Regions from separate parts of the Gossypium hirsutum genome. Here region 1 is linked to region 2. A link is a contact called in public Hi-C data. All regions are on one chromosome and are shown on one strand. The core of a region is the stretch at or near the end of the contact, and the rest is flanking DNA. Distances in the headings are between cores, read along the strand shown.

Region 1 (3,509 bases), core at 138-2,637, 430 kb before region 2:
TTTATAGAAACGAGGTTCCAATACCTCATTTTCTAAAACCATTTGACCTTAGGGTCTTACCACTAGAACTTAATTAATTGCTTAAATAATATAAATTATCACATCCAAAACTTTTTTAAAATCACATTTGACTCATAATAATATTTACGAACTTATTCGTCAAATTTATTGGCTCCGAAACCACTATTTTTGACACCACTGAAAAACGGGCTATTACAGATTCATTAGTGCAATTGGAATAAACTATGCGATATAAAAGAAGATGGGGGAATGAGATTCAAGAATCTATCTAAATTTAGTTTGGCCCTCCTTGCAAAATAGGGACGATGTTTAATGCATTACCCTGATTCGCTATTAGCTAGAACTTTGAAAGCTAAATAATATCCAAATGATGATTTCATGCATTTAGAGTTAGGTAATTACCTTTCTTATACCTAGAGGAGCATATGGACGACGAAGAGATTGCCGAAGAAATTGGGGACTCCAAGGAATGAACCAAATCATTAAAACCAAAGAGGCTACCCTTGATTAAAGCTTGTGGTTTCTCCTGGATTTCAGAATTAGAAGTCGGCAAAAATATAAAAGTAAATGGAAAAAAAAGAAGAAATTGGAATCCTTGAAGGGGTCAATTTTGATGCTACCTTGGAGTGCCAATTTCCAGAACATGAAACAAATTGGAGAAGAAACAAGACACAATGGATTTGGAATTCTAAAGCAAATTGGATGGATTTGAAGAGCGAATTGAATGAAACCCTTCAACTATGGTTGCTTAATCTTCAAGCCTTGATTAAATTTTTTAAAAATTAATTTCATATATTTTTTTAAAAATGGAATTTATAAATTGATTAAGAGGATGAGTGAATTAGATGGATATGCAATTGAGCATACTTAAATAATGATTAGTAGATTATCTTGAAAGATTTTAACACCAATCTTAAAAAACATAATAAAATAAACTATTTTTAATAAACTAAATAGACAAACAAAATTATAATATATAATACACCAAATAAACACACATATAACTATTCCCATTCAGATTCCCACTATAGCAAATCAAATGAATTATATATATAAATTTCCATTGCCTACTGATTCCATATGACTTAAGGATAGCAGCCAACACACTAACACTAACCCTTATGTGAAGATTAGGCTCCAAAGTTAGGTTGACCTCGGAACATGACTTGAGGAATGATTTTCGTGTTTAAAGAGAGAATTCATGGAACATATCCTGTTTTATCATTGAATAATTATTTTTAAATAATAAAATGAGTTGGATCAGGCTGAAAAATTTAGCCCAAGTCCACCCAAATCATACCCAGCCCATGAAGGCAGTACGGGCGGCGGTATTTGAATTAAAACATAGATTTACAAAAATGCCCTTAAAAACTAAAATAATTCCCTCGTCTCCTCTAAAGATTACACATCTTATCCGTTTCCACAAACATCAAAGTGTAAAGCATTTGAGCATTAAAATCATACATGACATAGCTTTTTACATTTCATCTTCAACATCTTCACTGCAATGGCAACCATGCTCTCACTCTCTCCAAATCCTCCCATCACAACTTTACCCTCTCTTCGTTCCAGTTTCAAGGTTCTTCTTTCCCTCTCTCTTTTATTTTATGTTCCACTTCGGATTGCTTACTTGAATTCCCCCTCCGCCCCTATTTGTTGCAGGGAAATCTGAGGAATTTAAAACCAAACCCTTTTCACATTATTCGTATCAGGACCAAGCAGCAAGGGGTAGAGGCACGAAAGGGGACACGGTCTTTAGTGGTTGTGAACCAAGCAGCAACAACCCAAGTGTCGGTTACAGCTTCTAATATGAGGTTTCGGTTGGACAACCTGGGACCTCAGCCTGGGTCAAGAAAGAAAGGGAAGAGAAAGGGGAGAGGAATATCGGCTGGACAAGGTGGGAGCTGTGGGTTTGGAATGAGGGGTCAAAAATCACGTTCTGGCCCAGGTGTTAGAAAGGGATTTGAGGGTGGCCAAATGCCACTCTATAGGCGTATCCCCAAATTGAGAGGAATTGCCGGAGGTAATCTTTATTTATTTATTTTTACTTCAAATGCTTTATTATGGAATTGTGGTTTCTGGGTTAGAATTCCTGGGATAATGGAGCTGGTGCTGGGGTGTTTATAAGTAAAATCATTTTCTTCTTCCCATTTATGGTAGGGAGCATAAAAAGCTTGTCTTAGGGAGAAAATATAAATATATAAATGTGCACATGTCAAATATTTATGGAAGATATTTCCAATGTAACTAAAAAGCTGAAATGCTAAACCAGTTTTTACTGAAATTTATCAACACCTCTAGTATTTTAATAAAACTTCGTTTACCCTTAGTAGTGCCCCTCCCAAGCTACCAAAATTATCCATTGTGTTGAAGGAGAAAATCTGAGGATGGTTTTACAAGGTAGAGATTCTGATGCTGATAATGCTTTAGAGGAGTTTGAAGGATTTTCCTTACTCATATTGTTAGGATTTTCTTTTTTCTTCTTTTGTGAATTTATTTTGAAGCTTAGTTGTAGTATCCGTTACTATGGAGCTCTTGCTTATCCTATGGCTAGTCTTAAGGCCCCAAAAGCTTTGTTCACATTTGCATTTGTGTTACAAAAGCCTAACCTTCTTGTAATATATTTTGAGATCAAATTGAATGAATCTAGTAAAAAGGGCAAGATAATGATTACCATTATTGCCTCATTTGAGAATTTGAAGAACATAAGAGAACTTAATATGCTAAATGGAACTAATTATTTAAGACAAAAATGAAGCCTTTTATTATGGTTAACAGTTTCACTGTGAAATATTGCTTTAGGGTTATTCCTACCCAAGTTTGCATAGAACCGCTTATATTGACTACATTCATTTTGAAGTAAATAGTGACTCACAGTGTACCCCTTCGTTTTCCTAGATATAAAAGGTTTTCATCATCTATTTGTTTAAATGAGTTAGGTCAAGTATATTGATCAAACAAGAGGAGGATGGAATTTGTTCTAAAACGAATTAGTATGTTTTTTAGAAAAGCAAGAGTATTTGCAAAATACTTGGTTTTGAAAATCAAGTTAGTAAGCAATAAAAATAAAAGAGTTGAGAGAGAAAAAGTCTGTCACTTTGAAACAATGACGAATTCCAAGCAAACAATATGCTTCTATTTCATATGTGGGAAGTAGTTTAATAGTTACCATTGGTGGTGAGATCATGTGATGATTGGCAGATTGATCAGTTTGAGTGGAATACTGTGCTCTTGTGCCCTTGGAGGGGATAAGCCTTTTGGCTTTTCAAAGACATCAGCAAAAGAATCCAATAGTGGCCGTAGCTGAGGTGAAGTGCTTATTTCTAGATAGTCACTACTAAGCAAGTAAGGTTGTCCAAGTACCTTGGGATCTTTTTCCACCGACTTTTGTAGCTTGCTATCCAGAATAATTTTCAGTTGGCCCTCTTGTTGTCCCCTTAAGAGTGATTTGCTGACCATCTTTTTGAAAAGAGAGAGTCATGGTTTTG
Region 2 (3,986 bases), core at 635-3,134:
ATAGAGTAACAAAAATAAGTAATTATATACGTACTTTAAACAAATTAGTTTATTGGGGCAAGTGTCCAAATTATGCTATAGCAATCATGAACTTTGTTTGAGAAAATGAACTTAATATTGTTAACTTCAACACTCTTCTGATTAGCATGCAATATTTCTCTACAAAGGCCAAAGCTTTGAAAAGTCACTACATATCATCTCTATATTGTAGGAAACCTCTACAGTAGGATATGAAACATATTTGAAAATGTTGAAAAAGATAGGAGATGACTTCACAAATTTAATTAGAAGCGTTTTATTGAAAAAAAAAAGTGTTTTTGGGATTCCTAGGATAACTAAAAGTATAAATCATTATATTTATCTCAATTTTTACAAATAATAACTCAAATTTGAAATTATTTAAAATTAAACGGTTAATATTTTGACAATAAAAACGTAGCATCTTATTGGACAAAAACACAACCTATAAGATGAGATGTTGCCTCAACATAAAACACATTCTACAGGGAGCTTTCGCTTCTGTGATAATTAACTATGGAAAATTGGTTTACTTAATTATTCTAAAAGAAAACCTATATTCTTTATTTTAAAAAAAACCCAACGATTTTACCTAATTACTAAATTCCCCCCTAGAGTTGATCATGGGCTGGGCGGCCCGGCTAGGCCCGAAGGCCCGCCCGAAAAATGAGAGGGTTTGGGTAAAAATATAGGCCTGAAAAATGGGCTTGGGCAAAAAAACGAAGCCCGTTTAGAAAACGGGCCGAGCCACAAGTAAGAGTTTTTTGGCCCAGGCCCGGCTCGGCTCGGCCCGAATTATATATTAATATATATTTTTATTTTATTTTTAATCATTTTAAATTTTTAATATAACTATTTTTTATTATATTGTCAATTTATGTATTGTTTTAAGAATTGCTTTAGTATTATTTTTATTTTTTTAATATTTGTTTTTATATTTTTAAATATATTTGATTTATTATATTTTTAAAATTTTTATTTAATGAAATAAGTAAAAAAAATTAATATGGGTCGGGCCGGGCCGGGCTTGGGCTTAGCAATTTTATTTCTAGCCGAGCTTGGACAAATTTTTAGGCCCATATTTCGGGCCAGGCCAAACTCGAACCTAATAGACGGGCCTAAAATTTTGTCTGGACCCGGCCCATGATCACCTCTACCCCCAACTCTATCAAATAATGTTTTAGTTGATTTTTTATTTTGAAAAATATGATTGATTTTCAATCCTTTTGCCATCTAATAAAATATGGTGAAATGTCCCGTGTACCCTTAAAAGGATTTTCCTTCAAGAAAAGCAAAATCTCGGACTGCATACCCCGCGTGATAACAAAGTGCAAATTAGTTTCCAGTTCCCAACTATCACCATCATCTCTTGCTCATTCTTAAGTATTTTTTATTCTTTATTTTTTATACAAAAAGTTTAAAATAAAATTAAAGAATAAATATCAAAATTATATATCAATTATAATTTAACGTATAATTGTATATATTAATTTTAATTTTATGTAATTTTATATAATAAATTTTGATTTGATCAAATTTTTATAAATTATTAATACAATTATTGATATAACATCATTTTATATTTATATATTGCATAAAAAACTATACTTATTTAATATGAAAATAAATTGATATATTTTTCTCTTTAAATATATATGATTTACTTAAAATTAAAATTTTAAGTATAAATTTAAATCACAATTAAAAATTTACGTGCATAACTATACCAAATTAAAATTCATGTACATAATTACATATTAAATTAAAATTAATGCATAATTTTAATATTTATCTCTAAAATTAAAAATTAAAGTTGAAGCAGTAAAAAGTTTTTTACTTTGGTAAACATGGTAATTGAAGGGCGCGTGATTCAGCGAACGAATAGAATAGGCGTGGGTCTAAAGTTGACACTTTTTGGAAAAGGAAAATATAGCCTTTCACTGCTTTCTACTACTCTGTTTACATTGCTTTGCTCAAATTCCACATTTTCTTCACTGAAAGCAGCAGCTAAACAAGGGCCGCTCTCTTTGCCTCACTTATCAATACCCTGTCAGTGCCTGCGTCAGCTCAAAGCAGAGATGGGAGAAGGAAAGGGCTCAACCCTAGTGCACCTTCTGGTGGTAGTCCTTAGCCTGGTCGCATTTGGGTTTGCCATTGCAGCCGAGAGAAGAAGAAGCGTTGTAAGCCCATTCTTTACTCTTTTCAGCTTTGCTTTAGATACCTCAAGCATCCCTTTCAATCTTCTTTTTTGGGGGGGTTTTAGTGCTTACTATTTTTGTATCTGATGTTTGAGTTGATAAAGAAACTAGGCTTTCTGAGGTGTGATATGTAGAGATCTGTGGGGTTTTAGAGTGAATTTTGATGGTTTTTGTTCGGATGGTATGTTTTAAGTTTCAGCTCCTCTGCAACTATTTCTTTATTCCATGATTCTACATGTAGAATATGTTATTAAATTATTCTTCTTTTTTCAATTATTTTTTGTTGAAGATCTACGTTTAAGTTCATTAATTTACTCTCAAAATACATTATTTGTTCTTTCAATTGATGATATTTTAGTTCATTCCTTTCATGACTCACATGGCCCTCAAAAATAATGTGAACATTGTGCCTGATCTATCAGGAAAAAAAGAAAAGTTATAATAGTAAAAGCCCAATTTCAGCCAATTTGAGAAGCTTCTACATTGAGCATCTGGATTTCCCATTCCCCCTTCCCCGGTCAATGTCCGCTTCTTCAAACTTTCTTTTTATGGCAATGGCACTTCTCACATAATCTGAATGAGGCATCTGATGGTACATTGTCTTGAAATAGTAATTTATTTCATTGGTTTTTAATCCTATAAGCCACTATACACTAACTTCAATACTCTCCAGAGAGAAGGAAATATAAAATCATTTTTCTGACATTTCAATAAAAGATATCTCCAGCTTTACTATATAGTAAACATATTTAACAAGAAAGAATCACAGAATAGTGTACCTATTTAATTGTTCATACTTGTACTGAGCCGGTAATACTAAATTTCCTGCAAAGAGCCACCTGCTTCTTAATACATTGTCTGCAAGATATCTGTTGAAATACTTGACAATATGAAGTAAGATGCGCTTTTGCGTGCACTTATCCTAGCGTGGATTAGGCTTACATTGCTTCTTTCAACCTTATTTAATGCAGTAATATCTAGTGCAGTTTCTTGTAAGGTCCAAAACTTGTGATGCATAGGTACCTAATGAAGCACGTAATTATTTCAATGTGAAACTAAAGAAATATGCATGCTGACATCTCTCTAATATTAGTGCACTTGATATGTAGCTGAATTTTTTGTTTAATTTGAAATGGTCAGAAATTTGGGCTGCTGATAGGACTATGTTTAGGGTTTTAAGGTTTGGGGTCATTTCTATGTATGTAGTTATTGTATTTTGTAAAGCAGTAGGGATTGGATATGACTTCGCTATTGGCAAATTTCAACCTCCTTCTGGAGATATTTTAAGCCCGAACATCAGTTAGCCTCATGTGCATTGTTTAATTTATGACCTTTTAACCTTTACTTTACTGCATTGCAGGGCACTGTTGTTAAAGATGACATAACAAATTCTACATATTGTGTCTACAACTCGGATGTTGCCACTGGCTATGGAGTAGGTGCTTTCTTGTTTCTTCTTTCTGGCGAATCGCTGTTGATGGGAGTTACAAAGTGCATGTGTTTTGGGAGGCCATTAGCACCGGGTAGTGATCGAGCTTGGTCTATCATATATTTTGTCTCATCATGGTAAGTATTTCAGGTTGACATGCAACATCATGTTCATAAATCCATCACTCTTTGAACTTCAACCAAAGCTCTTCTCTGATTAGTCACCTTCCTACTTTTATGCTCCTTGCCCTCCTGTTTTAATGAAGTCTCAGTTATGATATGCCATACTATTTCCTTCTCTACCATTTGACCAATATGATTTCTATTTGAATTTTATTATCT

Evidence for each region. A called contact is a pair of places that touch in the nucleus more often than the background predicts.
Region 1: a contact with region 2 is called in a Hi-C map of leaf, with 3 times the contacts expected there. The contact joins the promoter of LOC107886635 here to the promoter of LOC107886637 in region 2. A contact is called at or near these places in 6 of 34 Hi-C or Micro-C datasets (all in leaf).

What each region holds. Positions count from the first base shown.
Region 1 is chrA03:102,779,906-102,783,414 of Gossypium_hirsutum_v2.1, reverse strand. LOC107886635 (50S ribosomal protein L15, chloroplastic) reads left to right here and starts at 1,387. Exons shown (of 4, transcript XM_016810665.2): 1 at 1,387-1,600; 2 at 1,684-2,044. The coding sequence starts at 1,529.
Region 2 is chrA03:102,345,530-102,349,515 of Gossypium_hirsutum_v2.1, reverse strand. LOC107886637 reads left to right here and starts at 1,884. Exons shown (of 3, transcript XM_016810668.2): 1 at 1,884-2,198; 2 at 3,577-3,782. The coding sequence starts at 2,097.